Linked DNA regions of Danio rerio: regions 1 and 3 are each linked to region 2. A link is a contact called in public Hi-C and HiChIP or PLAC-seq data. All regions are on one chromosome and are shown on one strand. The core of a region is the stretch at or near the end of the contact, and the rest is flanking DNA. Distances in the headings are between cores, read along the strand shown.

Region 1 (4,075 bases), core at 1,408-3,907, 440 kb before region 2:
TTACAGATCCTTATCAAAAGGACAAAATATTGTCATTCACCCTCCACTTTCTTCACTAAAGCTTCCCCCCACATAAGTGAACTACATGGGGCCAGAAATCTTTAATAACATGCTTTAACATCCTTTATGCATAAGAAACAACTGCAGGTTTGGAATAACTTGAGGAATGTGCAAAATGACCAAATTGTTGTTTTTGCCGAATTTGTTCCAACTTTTCTGCTGAATGTGTTTCCAGGCTCAAAGAAACAATGAAGATGTCGACGCCATCAAGCCTTTGTTCTCTGTAAACGTGGATCACAGGGTGAGTGAACATGCTGATCTCCATCAACAACAAACAGTACACCTAAGAAGAACCTAAAAGTTGATTATCAATGAAATAAGTTCGCTGGAGCTGTCGCCTCACAGCAAGAAGGTTACTCGTTTAAGCCTTGGCTATGTCAGTTGGCATTTCTGTGTGGAGTTTGCATGTTCTCCCCTTGTTCATGTGGGTTTCCTCCGGGAAAGACATGCGCTGTAGGTAAATTGGGTAAGCTAAATTGTCCGTTGTGTATGAGTGTTAATGAGAGTGAATGAATGTTTCCAAGTGCCTGGTTGCAGCTTGAAGGGCATCCAATGCATAAAACAAATGCTGGATAAGTTGGTGGTTCATTCTGCTGTGGCAACACTTGATTAATAAAGGGACTAAGCTGAAGGAAAATGAATGAGTGAATGACTTTTACTATACCTTTCAAATGGAGCAGAACCTTATTCAAAGTTGCTGACCCCAAACTTCTGAATCTCCCACCACTTTATGTAGGTTTACTTGAACTTTTTTGCATGAAATAAGATCTTACTGTAGCGTCCTGGTTAAAAGATGACTGACTCTCAAACACTGATGGTTCACATCAGATTTATTCAGATTCAATAGAACTATTACACAATATAGCATCATGAATCCCTGTAAGAACTAGAGAGAAAACAAACACAAAAGAATCCTTAAAGTTAAAACACTAAACCAACATAAAAAAAAAAAACATTAATATGAAATTATAAAAAAATCAATCAAAATGACCTCATTATTTTCGGTAAACCAGGAGCTAAAACTCAAAAATAGGGGAATCCATGAGATTGTATTCCATCCCTGACGTGCTTTGCTTCACATCCATTAATATAGGAGTCATATATTGGTAGGCTCTGTTATCCGTGTCATAATTAAAGTCCCCAACCATAACTTAATTCATTCAACAAAATCAAACCACGCAGAAAATAAAACTAAATAATTCTTAATCATAAACAAAGTAATTACTTTTTCATTACACTAGCACTTAGAAAATATACCTTATTACAGGATTTCACACATTTCTACTACTAGTTTGCAGATTTGCTCCTTGAAGTGCTTGTTTTTTAATGTATTTCTGAATTTCAGGGTGCGTGGAATGGTCCATGGGTGTCAACGGAGGTCTTGGCTGCACTGATTGGCATTATGGTTTACTACCTGGCCTACAGCACCAAAAGTGCCATCCAGGCTTAAGAAGAGAAGAATTGCCATTTCCATTGTTCAAACTGGTCTTCATTACATCTTCATCTCCATTACATATTTGACATTTAATGTGCAGATTTTACTGCCACGGAAACCATAGTTAGAACCTGACACAGATCAAAATATGGACAAAGACAATTATTATAAAGTGGTGTTATGTTTGCTTTGTTTTTTTTTTTAATCTGATATTGTCAAATAAAGGACAGAATTTTTCATTTGTGCTATTAATTTTAAACCTCAAAAGCTCTGAGGTGATTATCGGTGACTCCTCATCATCAAAGTCCAGTTCTGTGTTTTTGGAGTGTCCCAAATATCGATGAAATTCATTGAATGTGGGAATAAACAACTTTTCTGAAAGTTTTTCTGTCACATTTTTGAAGCTTGTTTAATTAATCACTTTTACTCTATGTATACTTTTACTCTATGTGCGTGTTTCAATGTGTTGTTTGAATGGAAACAATGACGTGGGTATACCAATCTAAACATTATTTGTGATTCCTCTCATAAACCAAAAGACTTCAAAATCATGGTAAAGTTAAAATTTTTGTCCAGTTTTCTGAGCGTCATGTGTAGGGGTTGGTTGGCGGCTAGAAAGCCCAGTTTGTACAGTATTAATACATGACCATGGAGACATATTAAAGCATGTGCGTGCCAGTGTATACATAGTTAAGTGCATTTGAATAATTTCTCCAACTTTTTTAGCCACTTTTCGCATATTATTAATTTTGTTGGCGTGTATACAGACTAATTGCAATACTTTAAGGAATGAAAAGCACGGTAATTTTTCTCGAGTACCTTTTTTGTGTAAATTTGCATGAACACAACCGTCTAATGCACCTTTATTGTAGAACCACAATAGGGAGCTCACAATTGAGATTGTGCCATGTTTGTTTTTTTAGAGGGGGATTAAATGTGACCAGGCAAGTCCAAAACGAGTCAGCGATGGTTTAATTTGGTGCAAGATGAGTTTTCACGCACCTCGTTTTTTATGTACTGTATATTTCAACAGTACTTTTATCTGTTAACGACGAACTTTGTAACGTGTGTCTGAAAGTAACACCGCGCTCTCCTCAGGATAGTGAGATGGTTTAGTCCGCAAGCGCGGAGCGTCTCTACTGCTCTCGGTGTTTAAGCGTGTACATCAAACACGCTCTCTGCTCTCTCCGGCAGGATCAGTCATTTCGTAAAACGCCTCATCTTTTTTTCTTTTACCACCTCTTCATCTGCATGAGGAATACATACTGATTTTACCATGTCGGGTTCCGAGCCACCGTCAGGGGACTCTGGTGGAGCGGGAGGGTATGCAGTCTTTTACCCGGCGGGATACCAGGCGTTGAACCCGGAGGAGCACGGCCTAGACCGCGGCTTCCGACTCACGGCCTTCTCTGATATGAAAGGATGAGGGTGTAAAGTCCCGCAGGAGACTCTGCTCAAACTCCTGCAGGGACTGGAGCCTGACCGGCCGCCCGGAGAGGATGGCGGTTTGGGGACGGGTGTTGGAGACGAAACCGCTGACTTTGGGCTTGTTTCGGCTGCTCAGGGTCCTCGACTAGGTAAAGTATGACCTGTCACACCGACGCTGTCAAATAGCGAGCATTGATTCGGTAATAGTTCTTGTGAATCGGATCTTTTAAACGAATCGGTTGAATCAAGAGACTCAATCAAAATTTTTTTTTTTATAACCTTAAGTTAGCACCTTACTACTAACGTTACCAAGGTTGAGCAAAGTGCTTTACACAAGTAAAACAAATTATACAACACAGATAAAAGGCAAACAATGCCAAAACAATACAAGAAATGTTAATAAAATACAGCAAAAGATGAAGTTTTAATACTCTGGAGAAAGAGCATTTGACGTTAAGTGAGGGTTTGACTGTTAATTAGGTTAATTAAGTGGCTGAATAGCAAAGTTTTTATAAAAAAAAAAAAAAACACGATGTAAACTTATTGCATGATAGACTTGCAAAATTAAAACATTTATTACCACCTTCTGTTCACAAAGCCTGTTCAAAAGAACCGATTCGCGAAATGAGTTCCAGGAATTGCTATAAAAACTGACAATTAAAAGGTTTCCAATTATTGTCTTTGCAAAACCGGTTGATTATCACTACTGTCAAACCTGTTTATATGCAATAGTTTGGTGCAACGTTGTTTCCTGTAAACTTGCCAAAACACACCAACAACCGTTTGTGTTCTGTGGATTCAGCATAGCATGTGTTGTAATCTCTTGTAATGTCAAACATAAAACTGCAAAGTTATTTTGTTAATGTATTTTAGAAAACCATCATTAATCTGTCTTGAAGGATCAGAAAACATCTGTTTCACTGAGCACTTTGTTTAACCTTTGATTCATCCTGTTAATTTAAAACCATTATTAACTATCGATATAACCCAGTCATTTAAAAGAGATGTGAACTATGCACCTAAGTTTTAGTCAATGCTTATTTCTGGGAACAAATCATAAATCCTGATTACATGTTTCTTACTCCGTGGTATTATAAAATTATTTTTAATCACAATAGTATGTGCTATTTAAATGTGCATGCATTTTTTCAC
Region 2 (4,066 bases), core at 630-3,129:
ATCATTAAGGCAGGTGTATATGAATTTCTTCTTTCAGTAAAATCCATTGTGAATTATTTTGAAAATGGCTCTTTCAAGCTCTAAAAATGCAATGGACAGGGTCTTGAGAATAAACTATGGCCTAAGTATGACTTTTTGGGTCAACTAACTCCTTAATAAAGTATTTTGTTTGTTTTCAAGCAAGCAAAAAGACCCCAAATTAAAAAGTAAAACTGGATATTGAAACAAACATAGTTAAAAATAAAATATAAATTACAAGTTTAATTGAGTTATTGTAAAGAAAAAATAATTTGTCAAGCTATGAAACAAACTCAATGTTACATAAAAATACACAATCTACCCTAAATATGCAGTTAATTATTCTGTCAATAAAAATAATTTAGACTTTATTTTGAACTGGATGACAATGCAAAGTTTATTTACAGTTATTTCCTTTTCTTCCAGAATTGTAAAAAGGTATAAATTTAAAAATAAATAAATGGTCAATCCGATTATTTATCAGGATTGAGATATCTCTCATAACTTCAGTTTGCGCTAATGTGAGTATTTCTAATCAAATGAAGCATATTTTGAGACAACCCTCACTCTTTTATTTACTCTTCAAAATTTACTTAAATTATAATGTCACAAAATTTTCCAATTTGAAGTTAATATATTAAAGATTTCATACAGGAGTTGCAATGGAATTTTAAATTGGTTTACATCTTCAAGAATCTTATTACATTTTAATAACATTCTCAAAGAATACATTTAATCATAAAAGTATTTATATTTTATTTAAAATACCTGCAGCATTTTAACATTAACCCTAATTATTCTGCATATTACAACCCCAAATCAAATAACAACCCCAAAAAATATAAAGTAAACGTTTAAAAAGTATAACCAGGTCTTTTAACAGACAATCTGCATTGCCTAACATAGTAATGCCCTGTAAATTTTCCTAAAATAATCATCCTTTTGACATATTCAACAAAAGATGCCCATGCAACATATGCTAAAACCTAAACCAACTTGACATTGTCTTGCATTGTTAACCTAGCGTTTTCTTAATCTCGGGATATGTTTTTGTAGGCCTACCCTGATTCCACTGAAAATAACTTCTTGCACTAATGTATTTCCTGTGCAACATAGTGCTATTACTGAGCTTATAAACACGAAAACTTAAAAAAAATAAAAAAAAAAAAGAAAGAAAGCTACAGATTATATGTAATGCTAAACATACTGTTTGCATGTTTTAATAAACTATAGGGGATGAGAAGAAAATTAGTGTCTTTAAATTAAAATATTGCACACCTGTTGCCTCCTACAATCTGAGCACAACATAATGATCTTTGATTACCTTTAAATAATCGTTTAATTACTTTAAAAACCAAATGAATACATATGAATGTCTTTACTTGTTCTGGATTTTGGAGAGGCCCTAAAAATGTAATGTTTATTACACTGATTGAATGAGCCTATCTTCACCATCTCAAGGTAATAACATTATCGGGCTAAAACGGATTTGGAAATGGTTAAAATAAAATAATCCAATCAACTGATTAGCCACCTTTCTGTGTGAATGAGTAGGTAAACGGCTGTTGCTGAGTGTGGTCATCCAATCCTGGTTTGCGGGCATCTTGCGTTTTTCAGACTCCCATCCCACTTTTACTCATAAAAGAATCCTGGCTTGCAGGCCAGGCAGTAGCTAATTAGTTAGCTACTATTCTACAGGAGGCTTGACCAGGGCAATTCGGCCTGTGGATACTTGAACATTTATCCATTTTCGACCCACACAGACCAAGGCTGCGTGCGAGCAGATGCTCTAGATCGCACTCATTTGCGCGTGTTTAGTGCAGTTTGCATTGCATAGGTAGTTTCGCACAGCTCTGTGCTACAGAAACAGCTTCCCAGCAGCGGGAGACACCTGGATTTCAGCTGCAAAAGTCCAGTTTTACCAATAAAATTGTAGTTTGCAAAAGCAAAAGGCTTTCAGTCTGTCTGCAGAATGGCGAGACCTTCGAGGTAAGTGCGTTTTGTTTGTCTGCTGTTTTACAGCAATCGCAGGTCCGCACATGATGCGATCTGTTACGCGGGTCTCTCCATGTTTGCTAAATGCTAACAAGCTAACCAGCATATTTTTCTGCGCGTGTTTACATAGCTGCACAAAATCAACCGTAAACGCGTAGATTTTCATTTCTTTTAACAGTTATAGAGATATTTAGCTTGGAAACGCAACAAAATCGCGTTTAACATCCACAGATATGTCTATGCTAACCGCAAGTGCCGACATCAAATAAAAAAGCGGGATAGTAGTTCGCGCTGTGGCTAATTCATGTACAAAACAACCTGCAAGCCATTACGGCGAACAGAATAGACATTCAATGCGTGATTGTTTCCTCATTTGTTTAAGCTCTAGTTTGCTGATAAAGCACGGTGGTGTAAGTTTCACGTGTTTTCCACAGTTAGCCCCGTGAGCATTAGTGTTAGTTTAGCGGCAGCAGCGCAGCGTGAAACTCCTCCAGCGCAATGCGCGCCATTACCACACACACACACACACACACACACACACATCTGAACATTTCTCCTGCCAACTTGTGTTTGCAATTAACACATTGTAGGTTTGGGTCTGGCTTAAATCTGAAATCAAATGGGTTGTCAACAAATGTGTTAATACATATTGAAATGCGTCCATGTTTTCCTAACGCTGAGACCAAGTGACGCGAACACGGGCAACATGTTGTTTATGTTTTGACAAACTATAAAGCGCCTTTTTCTCTAACGGAACTGGCGGTAATCTGACGGTAAACATTGCTGTCGGGGCTGATGTCCGTCCTGCGGGCAGTGAGTATAACGTGACCCACAGGGCCTGTAGTTCAATGGCCCTGTCTGATCGCTGAGCCCTGCCCACTCTGCTGCTGTTGGCATGGCAATTCACCTACTCCAACATGGCACCTCTGTCTCCTCTTCAGTCAAGACGCGCGGCTTTAAATAAGAGGAGTGACACCTCTGTTGCTATATGGAGGATCATATTTTACATATGGTTAAATAAGTTAGCAATATAATAATCAATTTTGCACTACATGGAACGTAAACAAGTATTATTTAATATTAAATAGTTTAAATTATTTTTTGCTGGTTTCAAGCCAGATTTATTTTCTATTATTATTATTATTATTATTATTAATAATAATAATATTATCATTATTGAGCAATTCCAGCGTTATGGATGTGACATCTGCAGTAAAAACTTAAAACATAAATTCACAGATAAAGTATATGTTAAAATTATATGGAAACATCTGTTTATATTTTTCAAAACAACTAGCCACAAAGTTATGGGATCAGAAAAATATCAATCTGGAAACATTTTTTATATTTTAAATGAGGAAAATAAACATGTGTTATGGATGTGATGAAAAAGTATGCAAGTTTACATCATACAACATACTTTTTTGTAATTCTGTGAATTAAACTGCACAACCAAAAAGAAACAATGCTAATCAAAGGGATAAGAGTTGGCTCTCTTTAGAACATAAATGATTTTTATTTTATTCTACTTTTTTGTTTTGATAAATTTTATGAATTGTTTTCATAAATTCTACATTTATGAGGAAAAAGCTACATTATGGATGTGACATCTCTTTGTTATGGATGTGAAAGATGTGAAATTTCTACTTGTGTGACTTTGGTAAATTAAATATAATAGTTTGAAAACATTGACTGAGACATTTTTAATTATCTTTAAAGTACTGTAAAATACTTGCTTACACAAAAAATGTAGAAACGGTTTCGCTGAAATGTAATTGCTCTATTATTATTATTTAGTTATTTGTTTTTCAAATGGGAGTCCGCTCATGGTGGTATGGTGGCCTGATAGACTTCTGTATAAAGATCAAATGTGATTTAGGCTTTGAATTTAACTTAAGTTAAAGTTCAGCTTTACTAAAGTTAGACTGTTTCCCCTATATTAGAAGTTTACATTGTATTCATTTTGTAAAGGTTCTACATCAGTGAAGATTATTCAATTAAAATTAATTAAAATTTAGTTTATTTAATTAAAAAATTAAATAAACAGTGCTAA
Region 3 (3,993 bases), core at 95-2,594, 290 kb after region 2:
TATATATTTTATATCTAAATATAAATAACCTTTTTCTCAATTATATGCATGCATGTGTGCATTAAAGTATACAGAATAAATATACACTGCTCAATCACTTAAATTATGTCAAAACAAACCTGAATTTGGATGCGATTAATTTTTGCCCAGTATTAATATAGTAATTGTATACACTACACAATTACTATCATATAGTTTATGAAAGATATATACATCAATAAATAAAAACAGTGCATAACAATTACGGTATAAGAAATATTTAAATGTGGGTAAAATGTCAATTAGATTAAGTACACAATAGTACAAATCAACTTTGCATTTAATATAATATACCATTCTATAATGTAATGTGGGGAAAATATAATAACAATGAGTAATTTTACCCTGTGGCTGTAGACTGCTCCAATATCAATCTTGTAAGGAACCATTTTCTGCATCTCCTTCTCCAGCTCATTCTGAGAGCTGAAGGACTGATATCTCACATAGATGTCATCTTTTAACGTGAAGGAGAATTCACGGTTCTGGAAGTAGTTTTTGGACACTGCGAGAGGCAAAATTAAAATGAAAGAAATTAAAAACCTTGATACTTTAATGCTTAAAGCAGCATTCCACATGAAAAAAAATATAGTAAATGATAAAGTGTTTCTGAACCACACTATAGTAAAGTGTATTATACTTTATGTATTATAGTATTTACAAGTCTTTGTGAACTGATAATCTATAATAAATTCCGTAGTATGCTTTAATGTTTACCTCAGTAAACTGTGTTGCATTATCATACTTGAAGAACACTTAGTACAGTACTTGGTAAATTGTTTATATTACAATAGTTGTTGTCACAGTATTGCCACAGCAACTTTGGAATTACCACAACAGGTTATTTACTATAGTATTGTTCAACAACACAACAGTATTACTATAGTATTGTTTCGTGTGGGATTAAACTACAAATATTAATATGAAAATGGGCATGCATGGTAAATAAACTAAATATACTTCGAATTTGAACAGTAAATACACAAGCTACTGAAAAATAAAGTTTTTACAGTTGTGAATCGCTCGTTGTGTGATCGGAGACTGGCATAGGTATGTTAGTGGCTTAGAGTTATTGTTACTTACCACCGCCATAACTTAACCAGCGAAAGTACTGTGAAAAAGGGAAAAGTCTGCGGTAATAAAGCGGTAACAAATCCGGCAAACAAGCTGAATCATAATCTGAGGTTGGCATGTTTATTCGTTAAGTATTGTTGATCCTCAATGACAGCTACAACCAGCGCGGGAAAATTAACGTAAATAGGAAATGACGAAATCGGTCCTTGTTCGTTGGTCACGCACCGCGTTAATGTTTTCTGCGGGCTCTGCTGCCACCAGAAGGCTCGAAAAAACGGCTGAGGATGGTGTCCGAGAAAAAAACATTCAAATAAATCGCATATCTCTATGGTGTTTTTTTCTCTTGCCGTTAAGCCTGCCTGTGAGAGACTACAGCAAGTTACATGAGATGGAAGTCGGATGGTATGCGACTCATGTCCAACTAACGTCACTTAATTTTAAAACATTAACGTTTCTGTAAAAGTTAGTGTTAGAGATGAATGGCACGTGATTTCCGAAAAACAGAGAATATCAAGGTAAATATTCAAGGTGAACAGGATTTTATTGTGGCTCGTTTGCAGTCAAGTTCTCATTGTTGCCAAATTTTACAGGGAAATTGAACAGAATTTAATTGTGTTCATTAAATGTATTAAAATGCTACGTGAAATTAGCTCTTTGCGAAACAAAAAACATTACGTTTTCCAGTATTTCTGATCATATTTAAAGTGTGATTTTAACAACAAAATGCTATTAAACAAAATACACCGTAAAATAATCAACATAAGCATAAAACAACAGCAGCAAAAACATTATGAACTGCTGGACAATAAATTAAACAAAAGGCGTTTTAATAAAGAAATGGCAGTTTGGACTTAATTGAAAATGTCTTAATTGTTTTTATGTGCTATAGTTTCCCCCCCTCAATTATATTAATTTGCTGTGCCAAATTATGGTAAATCAATAGCATAACTCGAGAGCTTTCAAATCTAAATGTGAGCACTTGTAATGATAATATAACGTACTATGTTAACATACTATGTCGTATAAGTTATTATTTAAGTGAAGAAAATAGACAGAGTAGCAAACATTTTTGTTATGCATGTATGCATGCATGCATGGAAAGTTTTTTCAGTGCTATGTATGTGTAGAAAGTTCAAGTTTTTGTAACATTTATAACACTTCAATTTAAAAAAGGTTAACCTTTTTTAGTCAAAATAAGAAACACTAGAATATTCAATTTGTGTAAGTGTTTCACACACAAGCGTACCGCGCCAAAGCCCAAGTGATCCGCGCTCAGGCACACCTCTTCCAACCGGGCCAGGGCCGGCCAAGTGAACCGTGCTTGAGCCCGATTCAGCGCACTCACACTTCTCAAAAGATCCGGGAAACGGGCCTGGGCACGGTACGGATGGCATAGTGTGAGTAGGCCCTTAAAAGGAACAGCTATTTCTTCCTGTATTTATTATTGTTGCCAGGGGGGTTTGGACAGTTCGGAAGACTCACCCCTCACTGGCAGAGGTCCAGAATGTGTCCCATACATGAGCTTATTTGTCCTATTTTGACTGCTTTGCCACTATAAATAGGTGCAAATAACCCATAGAAAAAGGGTTTTAAAACCAAGTGGAATCCTCTGTTGGCTGTCACTTCGGTGTGACTTCAGCTAATCAGTTTTGTCCAATGCTAACAAAAATTTTTATTTTACAATTTGAAGAAGTCATCTTTTGCCACAGCTTTGTTTTTAAACAGAGAAAACATTTTACAGGTACTTTTATTTTAAATCTTGGACCTTATTTTTGAAACTAAAAAGCTAAAAATGAGCAATAAAAAGGTGTGAAGCACCGAAGCAGACCATATTAAAATAAATTGAATACTATTTTGGCTATTGTTGTTATCCATAATTTTTTAAATGTATTTTTTTACAAGAGAGACTAGAAAAATTGTGAAGCTCTACATTATTATTATCATTATTATTATTATTATTATTATTATTATTATTATTATTATTATCATGCTTTAATTATTTTTCTATTCAAAGGAAAGTTGAATGCTCTGGCAAGATTGTTATTTGCCTATAATAAATGACATTAGACTACAGTTTTTTTTCTCAAATGATATATGATGTAATAAATATGTATTTTAAAAATAGTTATTATTTCACATTTCTTTATTATGAATCCTTTGGAAATATTTAGGTACATCAAAAAGTGTGGTTATGATGACCATTTGCAAAGCTAATTCAGCTAAAAATAATGCTTAAAATGTCACTAAAATGCAGTTCTTAAACCTCATAATTAAATAGAAAATGAGGTGTATAACTGCAAAAACCACATTTTTTCACTAGGCTGGCTACAGACCTGCTCAGCATAATTGAGTGCACCCCATTTTGAAAGCTAATGTTTGTATCCATTTCTCAGTGAATATAGTCAATGTATTTTGGTGCATTTAAACAAAACAGATTTGTTAAACAGATACATTTATTCAAATAATATTTTAGTCACCAAACATATTTAGAAATTTAAAGATAATACAGTTAAATTTAAGCACTTACAACCTACAAAATTTCAACAATTTTTTTTTTTTCAAATTTTTTGCTTTCTCTTGATTTCTCCTCTTTTTTTAAATTGTATTTAATATTTTTCTGTAACATATAAATTTTGCTGTACTAGTTTTTGGACCATTATCGTAAGTTATTTTGTTAGATAAGCTCCAGATTTGGCTTCAGCACTGACTAATCTAATGTATATGCACAAGTAAAAACATAGTAAAGCTTCCTATTAAAATTATTAATTTAAAGGATAGATTTGTGAGGGATGTACTTATATATGCTGAGCACTATATGTTAATGTGTATTGAAATACAATGGCTCACTTTTAAAGAAATTAGTCAATCTTTTCATATTCAGCT

The links. Hi-C and Micro-C count contacts between places; a contact is called where the count stands out from the background. HiChIP or PLAC-seq counts read pairs in DNA pulled down with a chosen protein or histone mark.
Region 1: an H3K4me3 HiChIP or PLAC-seq map of embryo shows a contact between it and region 2, with 5 times the contacts expected there. The contact joins the promoter of sephs3 here to the promoter of nucks1b in region 2. A contact is called at or near these places in 1 of 18 Hi-C or Micro-C datasets (an unstated tissue) and 1 of 4 datasets of contacts at active chromatin or transcription factors (embryo).
Region 3: a Hi-C map of hematopoietic stem cells shows a contact between it and region 2, with 2.1 times the contacts expected there. The contact joins the promoter of prim1 here to the promoter of nucks1b in region 2.

Annotation. Positions count from the first base shown.
Region 1 is chr23:21,469,046-21,473,120 of GRCz12tu, reverse strand. sephs3 (selenophosphate synthetase 3) reads left to right here and starts at 2,657. Exons shown (of 8, transcript NM_001004295.2): 1 at 2,657-3,072. The coding sequence starts at 2,772. It overlaps ssr4 (signal sequence receptor, delta), which reads left to right. Exons shown (of 6, transcript NM_001002082.1): 5 at 236-301; 6 at 1,406-1,885. The coding sequence ends at 1,510.
Region 2 is chr23:21,029,351-21,033,416 of GRCz12tu, reverse strand. It overlaps nucks1b (nuclear casein kinase and cyclin-dependent kinase substrate 1b), which reads left to right and starts at 1,879. Exons shown (of 8, transcript NM_001099239.1): 1 at 1,879-2,007. The coding sequence starts at 1,991. LOC103909673 (chemokine-like protein TAFA-4) reads right to left here and starts at 2,947. Exons shown (of 8, transcript XM_073938783.1): 1 at 1,553-2,947.
Region 3 is chr23:20,737,597-20,741,589 of GRCz12tu, reverse strand. prim1 (DNA primase subunit 1) reads right to left here and starts at 1,344. Exons shown (of 13, transcript NM_201448.1): 1 at 1,120-1,344; 2 at 384-541. The coding sequence starts at 1,228. LOC141380475 (a long non-coding RNA gene) reads left to right here and starts at 1,370. Exons shown (of 4, transcript XR_012398439.1): 1 at 1,370-1,625.